3 separate regions of the Mus musculus genome follow, and regions 1 and 2 are each linked to region 3. A link is a contact called in public HiChIP or PLAC-seq data. All regions are on one chromosome and are shown on one strand. Each heading gives the region's core, a stretch centred on a gene start, on an enhancer-like site or on the middle of the called end of the contact. The rest is flanking DNA. Distances are from core to core; before and after follow the strand shown. Region 1 overlaps Cmss1 (cms small ribosomal subunit 1). Region 2 overlaps Cmss1 (cms small ribosomal subunit 1). Region 3 overlaps Tbc1d23 (TBC1 domain family, member 23).

The links. HiChIP or PLAC-seq counts read pairs in DNA pulled down with a chosen protein or histone mark.
Region 1: an H3K27ac HiChIP or PLAC-seq map of bone marrow-derived dendritic cells shows a contact between it and region 3, with 9 times the contacts expected there. The contact joins two enhancer-like sites. A contact is called at or near these places in 5 of 484 Hi-C or Micro-C datasets (the C2C12 cell line, bone marrow-derived macrophages, embryonic stem cells and 1 more), 2 of 115 datasets of contacts at active chromatin or transcription factors (bone marrow-derived dendritic cells and large pre-B cells) and 2 of 9 other capture datasets (embryonic stem cells and liver).
Region 2: a contact with region 3 is called in an H3K27ac HiChIP or PLAC-seq map of bone marrow-derived dendritic cells, with 4 times the contacts expected there. The contact joins two enhancer-like sites.

What each region holds. Positions count from the first base shown.
Region 1 is chr16:57,569,048-57,572,895 of GRCm38.p6, forward strand. All of the region lies in intron 1 of Cmss1 (cms small ribosomal subunit 1), which reads right to left. It overlaps Filip1l (filamin A interacting protein 1-like), which reads left to right. Exons shown (of 5, transcript NM_001040397.4): 5 at 603-3,757. The coding sequence ends at 3,399. Among named protein-coding and RNA genes, the nearest start is that of Cmss1, 36 kb to the right of the region's middle. Within about 2 kb of position 2,259, at least 18 of the 459 cell types and tissues checked have an H3K27ac peak or open chromatin away from gene starts, as enhancers often do. A contact at or near this core is called in bone marrow-derived dendritic cells, where this site is marked.
Region 2 is chr16:57,453,931-57,457,950 of GRCm38.p6, forward strand. All of the region lies in intron 1 of Cmss1 (cms small ribosomal subunit 1), which reads right to left. The region is part of intron 1 of Filip1l (filamin A interacting protein 1-like); the gene reads left to right. Among named protein-coding and RNA genes, the nearest start is that of Filip1l, 100 kb to the left of the region's middle. Within about 2 kb of position 1,896, at least 40 of the 459 cell types and tissues checked have an H3K27ac peak or open chromatin away from gene starts, as enhancers often do. A contact at or near this core is called in bone marrow-derived dendritic cells, where this site is marked.
Region 3 is chr16:57,187,716-57,191,841 of GRCm38.p6, forward strand. It overlaps Tbc1d23 (TBC1 domain family, member 23), which reads right to left. Exons shown (of 19, transcript NM_001358433.1): 10 at 3,759-3,851; 11 at 1,547-1,717. Among named protein-coding and RNA genes, the nearest start is that of Gm16892, 22 kb to the left of the region's middle. Within about 2 kb of position 1,941, at least 93 of the 459 cell types and tissues checked have an H3K27ac peak or open chromatin away from gene starts, as enhancers often do. A contact at or near this core is called in bone marrow-derived dendritic cells, where this site is marked.

The sequences.
Region 1 (3,848 bases), core at 1,009-3,508, 380 kb after region 3:
AACCAACGTGTTAAACAGTAACTAGTAATATAGCACATGCGTAATGGCTCAAGCAAGCCACTTAACACAGGGCAAGAATGAGTAATTCAAAAAGTGCCATGGCAACAGTTATCAAGTGTTTACCAAATGCCAGGACTGAGATAATGTTAGATGGATGAATTGCCTCACTTTCACAAAAAGCCCCTGAGATCATTTGAGGAAATGGAGAACTGTGTAGGTTAATTAGCTGGTCAGGGCCGGTGTAGTTTCAAAGCCAAGTCTAACTGAAGTCTTAAGTCTGTACCTTCCTTTACAGCTTTCAGGTTGCACTACCCAGGGATCATGCTACACAATTTAGAACAAATACTACTGCCCATACTCTTCTAAGCCTAACGGTGACCTTGAACTGTTACTAATCAATGTTAAACAAATTTTAAGCCAGGTATCTGGGTTGGTTTTTTTTTTTTTTTTTTTTTTTGGTTTTGGTTTTTTTGTTTTTCGTTTTTTTAATAACACTTCTCAGGAAGCTAACTATGAGCAATTGCTTTTTATTACAAAGAAGGTTAATTACAGCTGGTGAATTCCTAAAGTACTAACTGCAGTCTGTGCTCTTGTATTTTCAGATTAAAGAAACTAATTGATCAAGAAACTGCGTCCCAGGAAAAGAAGGAGCAAGAAAAGGAGAAGAGGATCAAGACCCTGAAGGAGGAGCTGACCAAGCTGAAGTCCTTTGCTTTGATGGTGGTGGATGAACAACAACGGCTTACAGCTCAACTCGCCCTTCAAAGACAGAAAATCCAAGCTCTGACCACAAGTGCAAAGGAAACACAGGGTAAACTAGCCCTTGCTGAGGCCAGAGCTCAGGAAGAAGAGCAGAAGGCAACCAGACTAGAAAAAGAACTGCAGACACAGACCACAGAGTTTCACCAAAACCAAGACAAAATTATGGCGAAGCTCACCAATGAGGACAGTCAAAATCGCCAGCTCCGACAGAAGCTGGCAGCACTCAGTCGGCAAATTGATGAGTTAGAAGAGACCAACAGGTCTTTAAGAAAAGCCGAGGAAGAGCTGCAGGATATAAAAGACAAAATAAACAAGGGAGAATATGGAAACTCTGGCATCATGGATGAAGTGGATGAGCTCAGGAAGCGCGTGCTGGACATGGAAGGGAAAGATGAAGAGCTCATAAAAATGGAGGAGCAGTGCAGAGACCTCAATAAGAGGCTAGAGAAAGAGACAGTACAGAGTAAAGACTTCAAACTAGAGGTTGACAAACTTAGTGTAAGGATCACAGCTCTGGAAAAATTAGAAGATGCTTTAGACAAAAGCAAACAAGAATGCTACTCTCTGAAATGCAATTTAGAAAAAGAAAAGATGACCACAAAGCAATTGTCTGAAGAGCTGGAGAGTTTAAATGCCAGAATCAAAGAGCTAGAAGCCATTGAAAGTCGGCTAGAAAAGACAGAAATCACACTAAAGGATGATTTAACTAAACTGAAAACTTTAACTGTGATGCTTGTAGATGAACGCAAAACAATGAGTGAAAAATTAAAGCAAACAGAAGATAAGTTACAAAGCACCACCTCTCAGCTCCAAGCAGAGCAAAATAAAGTAACAACAGTGACTGAGAAGTTAATTGAGGAAACCAAGAGGGCACTCAAGTCCAAAACTGATGCAGAAGAGAAGATGTACAGTGTAACCAAGGAGAGAGATGACCTCAGAAATAAACTGAAAGCAGAAGAAGAGAAAGGACATGATCTCTTGTCAAAAGTTACTATATTGAAAAACAGGCTTCAGTCACTGGAAGCAATTGAGAAAGATTTTGTAAAAAACAAATTAAACCAAGACTCCAGTAAGTCCACAGCAGCATTACACCAAGAAAACAATAAGATTAAAGAGCTCTCTCAAGAAGTGGAAAATCTGAAACTGAAGCTAAAGGATATGAAAGCCATTGAGGATGACCTCATGAAAACAGAGGATGAGTACGAGACCTTAGAACGGAGGTATGCTAACGAGAGAGACAAGGCTCAGTTTCTGTCTCAGGAGCTGGAACATGCCAAGATGGAGCTTGCCAAGTACAAGTTGGCCGAGAAGACAGAGTCCAGCCACGAGCAGTGGCTCTTTAGGAGGCTCCAGGAAGAAGAAGCAAAATCAGGGCACCTGTCCAGAGAAGTGGATGCATTAAAAGAGAAAATTCATGAGTACATGGCCACAGAGGACCTAATATGTCACCTCCAAGGAGACCACTCCCTTCTGCAAAAGAAACTAAACCAACAAGAAAACAGGAACAGAGATTTGGGAAGAGAGATTGAAAACCTCACTAAAGAGTTAGAAAGGTATAGGCACTTTAGTAAGAGCCTCCGGCCTAGTCTCAACGAAAGAAGAATCTCTGACCCGCAAGTATTTTCTAAAGAAGTTCAAACGGAAGCAGCAGACAGTGAGCCACCAGACTACAAGAGCCTCATTCCTCTGGAAAGAGCAGTGATCAATGGTCAGTTCTATGAGGAGAATGAGGACCAGGATGACGACCCTAATGAGGAGGAGTCTGTGCTGTCCTTCAGATGCAGCCAGTCTTCTTCTCTTCCTATGAACAGGAAACTATGGATTCCCTGGATGAAATCCAAGGAGGGCCATCCTCAGAATGGAAAAATACAAACTAAGTCCAATGGCAACTTTGTACAACCTGGAGATCTTGTTCTAAGTCACACACCTGGGCAGCCACTTCACATAAAGGTTACTCCAGACCACATTCAAAATACAGCTACTCTTGAAATCACAAGTCCAACCACAGAGAGTCCTCACTCCTACACCAGCACAGCGGTGATACCAAACTGTGGCACCCCAAAGCAAAGGATTACCATTCTCCAAAATGCCTCTATAACACCAATTAAGTCCAAAAGCTCTACAGAAAGCCTTATGAACTTAGAGCAAAGCATGTCCCCAGTTACCATGGCAACCTTTGCCAGAGCACAGACCCCAGAGTCCTGTGGTTCTGTGACTCCAGAACGGACAATGTCACCTATTCAGGTTTTGGCTATGACTGGTTCACCTAGTTCTCCTGAGCAAGGCTGCTCCCCAGAGCCGATAGAAATCAGCGCCAAGCATGCAATTTTCAGAGTCTCCCCAGACCGGCAGTCATCATGGCAGTTTCAACGTTCAAACAGTAACAGCTCAAGTGTGATAACTACTGAGGATAATAAAATCCACATTCACTTAGGAAGTCCTTACATGCAAGCTGTGGCTGGCCCCATGAGACCTGCCAGCCCTTCAGCACCACTGCAGGATAACAGAACTCAAGGCTTAACTAATGGGGCACTAAACAAAACAACCAATAAAGTCACCAGCAGTATTACTATCACACCAACAGCCACACCTCTTCCTCGACAATCACAAATTACAGTAAGTAATATATATAACTGACCACCCTCACCCTCATCCAGTTCATACTGATATTCTTGCAAGGAACTCAGTCCCTTTTTAATCACCCCTCCAAATCCCTTAGAAGAATGACTAAACCTGTACTTTGGGAAGATTTGTGCATGGACTGAACAAGAGTATCTGGAACTAACTATGTGTTGCCTGCATAGTCACATCAAGTGTGCACTTACTGTATATCTTTTTATTTACATACCTGTATGGAAAATATTTAGTCTGCACTTGTATAAATACATCTTTATGTATTTCATTTTCCATAACTCACTTTAATTTGACTGCAACTTGTCTTGGTGAATTACTTAACATTATAAAACAGTAAATAGTTTGTTACTTTTGCCATTGCTTGCTGAATTTTCATTTGATCATTCTGTGTTATATATCTGCATGTACAATATCATTTTATTTCCTGTTTAAGATGTCCAATAATTTTTCCT
Region 2 (4,020 bases), core at 646-3,145, 270 kb after region 3:
AGAATGTGACCACACAGACCAAGCTCTGCAGAAGGAAAAACTTCTTAGAAACCAGGTCTCCACCGCCAAGAGAAGGAGGTCAGCTCTAGCAAGCCTGCAGTGACGGGAACCTATCTAAGAGTGGCCAGTGCAAACAGTCAGACACCTATAACTGCAAGAGCCGCAGTGGGATCTCCATCGAGGGGTGTTTCCTAAATAACGTGGGACTTGCGGGGAATACAAGCCCAATGGAGATGAAAACCAAATTCCTAATGTTTCCTTCACAGCTGACTTGGTGTGAGGTCCCCTGCCTTTCTCTGTAAGCAGCTGGAAGGAGGGGGTTAACCTACTGCACCTGGGCCACCATTCACCAGGTGCCCAGCCTTTAATTGTTCAGATGAATGATTTATGAGGTTTGGCAGCAAAGACAGGGCAGACTGGTTTAAATTTAAAGGCTCCAACCTATAGGTATTCTGAAAATCTTGGCCACATTTTCAGCAAGCACTGTTCCTCCTGGGAGGGGACAGAGTAGAAAGGGAGAAGATGTGACTTGTTGGATGGGAAGACAGGACCCAACTAGATGGAACATGCCTTCATACCCTCTCCCTGGCCCATCCTGTACCGTGTCCTTGCTGAGCCTCTTTCTGACGGAACATGTCTTCATGCCCTCTCCCTGGCCCATCCTATACTGTGTCCTTGCTGAGCCTCTTTCTGATGGAACATGTCTTCATACCCTCTCCCTGGGCCATCCTATACTGTGTCCTTGCTGAGTCGCTCTCTACCGAAAGCAGTGAGACGTGCATAGTATTACAGACAAAATCCCAGCATCCTCATTCCCACACACAGACCTTACTGGGTTTGTTCTGATTCTTGAGAGTAAGATTCTGTTGGTCAGGTCAACACAAGTTGGTCAATTTTTTGCCTCAAAGTCCCGCATAGCAAGGATTTTAGATTTTGCTGCTATATGGTTTCTGTCGCGATGCCTCTCCCCTGTCATTGTAGGATGTGGACAGCTCTAGATGATACATAGATGAACAGTTACAGCTTTGTTCCATTAAGACTTATTTAGAAAAACCAGGTGGAATGAGAGGCTATCCTAGCTATCACCAAATTTATCTATCACCCTTAACATAGATTAATTGTAAGCCTCCATTAAGAGAACTGACATCTATAATAAGTAGCATTATTAATATTAGACTCAATCAGACCTCATTTTGGGTAAAAGAGAAAGAATATGAAATATGGAATGATTTAATGAAAAGCAAGTGCTCTGAAACAGGTAACACCCAGAAGACAGGTTGTCTAGGAAAATATGGCTCCGGCCAAATCCCTGCCCTACCCCGACCCATGTCTTGCTACAGGGCAAACTACAGGCATTGTCACCATGTTTATAGAGGACACAGTTACTTTATACTACACTTGAAATAGCTCAGTTCTTTTAAAAATCAACCTACATATTAATTCTGTAGACTATATAAAATACTTCAAATAACAAGCACCAAAGAACTTTCACTTTTAACAACACTGAAGTTGTTTTTAATAAGCATATATTGTTTTGTGGATTTAATTTTTCTTTCATAAAGAAGTAGCAAGAGTAGGTAGTCTTTGATGTGGTGATTATTCAGTACTGCTTAGCTTAGGCATGACTTTTCCTCCAGATGTCTAGCTGCTGCTTCCAGCTCCTTCTGCCCCTGCCTCAGCATAGCCATCACATACTCCTGGATCTGCAGCTGTCAGGGACTCCATAGCAGTGCCAATATCAGAGCCTCAGGTCCAGTGAGAGATAGATAGTAAACAAGAACACAAAGACACATGTTGTTTTCTGAGTGTGGGCAGTGCTCTGCTGTGGCTCTGGCCAACTGTCTTCCTTCTAAAAGCAAGAGGCTGGAAAACCCCGGGGAAGTTGAAGGGCAGAGGCGTGAAGGATGAAGAGGGGACATGAAGCAATTCAGGGCGGAGTGCAGTGAATACTGTCTTGACTCTAGGACAGTGTCTTCACTCCTGACCATACATTAGAATTACTGGGAACACTTTCAAACAATAGGCATGCTTGGACCCCTTGCTGGCCAGAGGCTCCCCACTCCCATGCCTCTTTCAGGACTGAGAGCCACTAGGGTTGAGAGACTGACCGGCATCTTTATATCCACATGTATAGAGGACCTCAGAGAGTAGAGGGAACTAGACTATGTGTGAAACTCAGCTGTAAATTTTGAGGGTGGTGTGCATGCTTTGTTTTAATCTAGAAGATTAACTGGATTCACTGTGTGGGGATGGGATGAAGCCCTGAGGGTTCTCTCCTTACCGTTGAGCAAGAGACCACAGAAACAGCAGATCTTTTAATTAGGACCTTTTGCTTGAGCCTCTGGCAAACTGCTGTAAAGCAAATGAACCATCAAGTGGCAGGCTTCTTTTATGTGTTTAGCAAAGGGCTGATTGAGTAGGCTAGGCCCTGAGCTTTTCCTTGAAGTCCAGCAGATTCACTCTGTGAACCACAAGAAGCAATTCCCAGGGCAGGGAATGTGGCCTATACATACTAAAGATATATGCGTCCATGGTTCCATCTCCATGCTCACGCAAATCTAAATAAAATAAGAGAAGAAACTTCCATATAGTTCTGGGCAGTTGTTAGAATTTTCTTCCACCTATCCTACAGATACTACTGCACCTCTGTACCTCTCACTGTGGTTCAGGTAATATACGTGACTCCCACTGAGGTGCGGAGAGAATGCTAGTAAATATCCTAAGACAAAGTAATATACGCTGTCTGCGAGACAGGGCCCCCTTCCTTCCTGTCTCCTACTTTGTACTTAGCATTCTCTTCTAGTGTGGAAATTATTCCTTTCCTTCCTTCCTTCTCAACCCCCAACCCTACTCAGTCCCTGTCCCTCTGTCCCACCTTCCCTCACTTTGTTGCTTTCTTGTTTCTTTTAGGCATTGAGGACTGACACTAGGGTATCATCAGGCTAAGTAGATAAGTTCTATTCAGCCCCTCTTTTAAATTCACTTTTTTAATACTTATTTATTTATTTATACCTTGAGATGGGGTGTTGGTTCAGGCTAGCTTGAAAGTTGGGATCTTCTTGCCTCACTCTCTTGAGTACTAGAATTCCTGTTTTTTTTTGGTATAATTTCTTAAGTATGTTTTCTCAAACAGAAATGCTTTAAAAAGGATTACCTTTGCAAAGGTACTCTTCCGTGCAAGCACAATTGATGACATAGATGTTCAATAATTACATCCTGAGTCGTATACCCTGAGTACACAGCAGAAGTGCCCATGAAAGCCAAGGATGGCTTCAGAGATATCAATGCCGAGTCTTAAAGGATAGGCCAGAAATTCTCCTGGCAGGAGGTTTTCTCTGGGTGTTCACTTGAACTTTCTTTCAAAGGCTTTGGAGAGCTACAGGAAATCTCAACGCTGGGGCAAGCATAACATGATTGGGTCTTGTGAGAATCGCTTCTTTAGAAGCGCAGTGGAGAGTGAATATGAGGTAGACAGGCATTTGAAGGGTACAGAGGCTGCAATACTGCATTTTCAGACAAAGATGAATCTAAAGTACTTCTGGATGTTGAATTAACTGGCAACATGTGGCTGGCTGGTCTCCATGACATGTGTTCTGTATGCCTGTGTCACTTCCAGATTCATCTGCTCTTCTGGTACTCATTCCTTCTTTGCTCCAATACCCTGTTCTATGCTCACTGTTAGAGAATTTACTCTGCAGTGCCCCACCATGTATCTTACTGAACTAACGTCAATCTTTATGAAATGAGGTGAGGATACATACCTATCAGTTAAGTAGGTATAGTGGCTAGATGGGCGAGAGGAGGGTATTACCAGGAGAGCAATGCGAGTGTTAGGATTTGATGGGCTAGGGCAGGCCAGGATTGCTTCAGGAGAAGACAATAAATTTCATTCGACATTTGGGTGTTCAAGATGAGCTGGCTAGAAATCAGCTGGAAATGATGTCTGGAGCTCAGAAAGTGTGAGACGCTTTCAGAAACTGTCGAGTATGCCCTGCCGAGGCTAGTGTTCTGCTGCTAACA
Region 3 (4,126 bases), core at 691-3,190:
TCAAAACAAGTAAAAAAATGAAAATAAATCATATAGTTATTAAAAGTTCTAGAACATGAAGCAAAAACGAGTAATACAACAGAGTAATCTGAGAATACATCCTGAGCACAGAGAAATCCAGATGCTGGCTAGGATGTGGAGAAAGAGGAACACTTCTCCATTGTGGTGTGATTATATGCTGGTACAACCACTCTGGAAATCAGTTTGGCAGTTCCTCAGAAAATTGGACATAGTACTACATGAGGACCCACTAATACTATTCCTGGGCATATAGCCAGAAGATGCTCCAACATGTAATAAGGACACATGCTCCACTATGTTCATCGCAGCCTTATTTATAACAACCAGGAGCTGGAAAGAATCCAGATGTCCCTCAACAGAGGAATGGATACAGAAAATGTGACACATTTTTATACAATGGAGTACTACTCAGCAATTAAAAACAATGAATTTATAAAATTCTTAGGTGAGAACTAGAAAATATCATCTTGAGTGAGGTAACCCAATCTCAAAAGAACACACATGGAATGCACTCACTGATAAGTGGATATTAGCCCAGAAGCTCAGAATACCCAAGATACAATTCACAAACCACATGAAACTCAAGAAGAAGGAAGACCAAAGTGTGGATACTTTGATCCTTCTGAGAAGGAGGAACAAATTACCCATGGCAGGAGTTATAGAAACAAAGTGTGGAGCAGAGACTGAAAGAATGACCATCCAGAGACTGCCCCACCTGGGGATCCATTCATATACAATCACCAAACCCAGACACTATTGTAGATGCCAACAAGAGCCTGCTGACAGGAGCCTGATATAGCTGTCTCCTGAGAGGCTCCACCAGTACCTGACAAATACAGAAGTGGATGCTTGCAGCCAACCACTGGACTGAGCACAGGGTCCCCAGTGAAGGAGCTAGAGAAAGGACCCAAGGCGTTGAAGGGGTTTGCAGCCCCATAGGAGGATCATCAATATGAACTAACCAGTACCCACAGAGCTCCCTAGGACTAAACCACCAACCAAAGAAAACACATGGTAGGACTCGTGGCTCTAGCTGCATATGTAGCAGAGGATGGCCTAGTTGGTTATCGATGGGAGGAGAGGCCCTTGGTCTTGTGAAGGCTCTATGCCCCAGTGTAGGGGAATGCCAGGACCAGGAAGTAGGTGTGGGGGGGTTAGTGTGGGGGGGGCGGTGGAATAGGGGGTTTTCAGAGGGGAAACCAGAAAAGGGAATAATATTTGAAATGTAAATAAAGAAAGAATATAATAAAAAAAAGAAAACTCATCAACACAGTGATAAATGGCACAGTAATTTTCCTACCTCACTTCCTACATGAAAATAGATTCCATATGGTTTAAAACATAATTAAAATAGTATCATATGAGCATGTAAGAAAAATATTGAGAAAAAGATGTTAAGATATAAAATTGAGAAGCTTACAAAATATATGGATACATGGATATAAAAGTAAAAGAACACTAGCTGTGGATTTCTCCACGGTGTCAGCCACGAGCAAACAAGACGGACTAATCAACGTGAACATACCTGTAAGAAGTGTGCGAGGACCATGTTCATGTACATGTCTTCTTCCTCTCTGCCACTGCCCATAAAACAGAGGTGCTCCCCGCCTGCTATGGAGCCAGACTCAATGGACTGTTTCTGTGCTTCTAGCAAGGACTTTACTGACTGTGCAAACTCAGATGGATTCTGGAGCATCTAGATTATTTTAAAAAATTAGAAACTTGGCAAGCATGTATTTGTAAAACCGGAAACTACATCCATGCAAATTACCAACATTAAAAACCAAGCATTAAAGGGATGGAAAATGAAAAGGCATAAATAAGTAAAATTCCAGGGATATGTTTATGTATATATTGGAACAAAGGCTGAGACAAACACTCCTCAATCAGAAGGAAGAACTGTTTCACATGGACCACTGCCCAGCTACAGTAGTCCTGAGTCATGATGACACAGTTTAGTTCTGAACAGAGGAAATAACAAGGACAGATTCAAACAGTTCTGCTTTTCCGTTTCCTCTTACAAGGCAGTCCACGTATGTCTTAGAAGACATCAGAAACAGTAGAGACCATTTACTTACCATTTTCTTTAGGTATTGATAAAACAAAAATCAAAACCCATTCCTCACCTTCAATGAAGTAAGTATACCAAAAACTACAAAAACTCTAAGCTCTCATTACTAAAATCCCATACAGCAAAAAAATCCAGGAGAAAAACGGGCAGATCAGAGAGAAGAGCAATTTAATAGTTTTGAAGATTGTTATGTCTGAGTGGCTACATGAGGGATCAGAGCCTCTGGAACTGGAGTTAAAGGCTGCTATGAGCATCACGTGGGTGCTGAGAAACAAACTCAGGTTCTCTACAAGACCAGCGTGTGCGCCTAACCTCTCAGACAGCTCTCCACCCAAGGAAAAAGCAACTTCAAGAAGAGAGGAAAGGAGTTTTCTCCTTGCTTGCTTACCTCTATTTTCAGTCTATTCTAGAAAACAAACAAAAACCCATGACTGATAACGCCCAGGAATGCTGATGACACAGAGCATTACGGAGCCAGTACTGAGGTATAGGATCGTCAGGCTTTTTAAAGCCACATCCCCCAACCCAATTATTCTACTTTAAAGAGTCTCTTTACAGAGCTATTTGGAAAACGACACAAAATACGTGTAAAGTTTTCATCACCAGCTTCCTAACAAAACTGAGAGTAAACTAAGTATACATTCACCGAACAACAAACTATGATCGTTGCTGCACCATGGCCCTCTGTGAAACATTAAAGGGAACGTACTTAAAGGGAAAGGTCCCAAGAAACCACGAAGCAAAGGTAACGTGGCAAAGAAAGAGTATGTATTCAAGGTGAAGACTGAGCAAGCTGATGACAGCTGATTCAGCATATTCTCTGCAACGTTAACTGATGAAAAGGAAGGTACCCATGAATCATGAGAAAAAGCAGGGGCAGGCACAGCTCTCACTCAGAGGACACAGACAGGCTAGCAGGTCCTTTCTCACCCGATGTCCAAATTCTAAGTAGGACCTTCATTTTCTGTTAGTTTCCTCTCCATACCACCTAGCCTTCCGGCTCCAGGACCACTATCTCTAGACAAGATGAATGAGGAGGGAAGGCTGTGTATTCAGCTGGAGGGGAGGGGGTGGGGGAGGGGTGGGGGTGGAGGGCACCTCCCTATTCAGCTGTCCCCCACCTCTGAGGCTTTAACCTTAGAGAGGCTTACATGGCGCCAGTCTCCGTGCCTCAACAGCTCTAAGCGCCTCTTATGATCATATTTACTTTACTCATTCTACAATGGGAGTTACCCTAGGCTACGGTGACTTTAACAACTGAGCAATTATATGTCAGATACAACATTGCCTGCATATTAGTTATAAAAATACTCATAAACTTTAAAAATGTCTTATAGCAAAAACTTATAGGATTCTTATCCAATTATGCTAAGAGCTCCTATTTCTACAGTACTTACAAGGTGCAAGGCACAATGCTAAGTGATCTACCTGGGAGATAGCTCACAGCGAGTGTAGAATTTACTGACATAATAATGGGAGGAGCGTGAGCCACAGTTAACAGACGTCACTTTATGACAACTGCCCCTAGAAGAAAAGGGACCTCAAGCCCCTCCCACAGGGCAGCTGCCAGAAGACAGCACCCCATTGGGTCACGTAGATCTAGCTAGAAGCCAGAGGGAGATCCACCCCGTCTCTCCCAAAACATCCGACGTGCACATCGACTAACCAAGTCTGAGTCTAGGTGGAACGCGGTTGCCAAATGCCCAGCATTGTACTGCTCCGCAGGACGGCAGTCCACCACGAAGAACCGGACTCCTTCCTAAAAAGGCAACAACATGTGGCATTGTGGGATTAGACATGAAGTTCACACCATACAACCAGATAGTAAAAAAGAAACCAAAAAGGGGGTGGGGGGGGAGGGGGGGACAGGCTGTTTTTAAATGGATCTCACAGGGAATTAGGCGGACCCAATTTATATACACACAAAAAGGTAACCGTTAAGATGTAAATACATTTTTTCTTATGTATTAAGCTTGAAAGTCTCACTATGTAGCAAGAGTCTGGCAATCTGAACAAAAGCTCTATGTTAGAAAT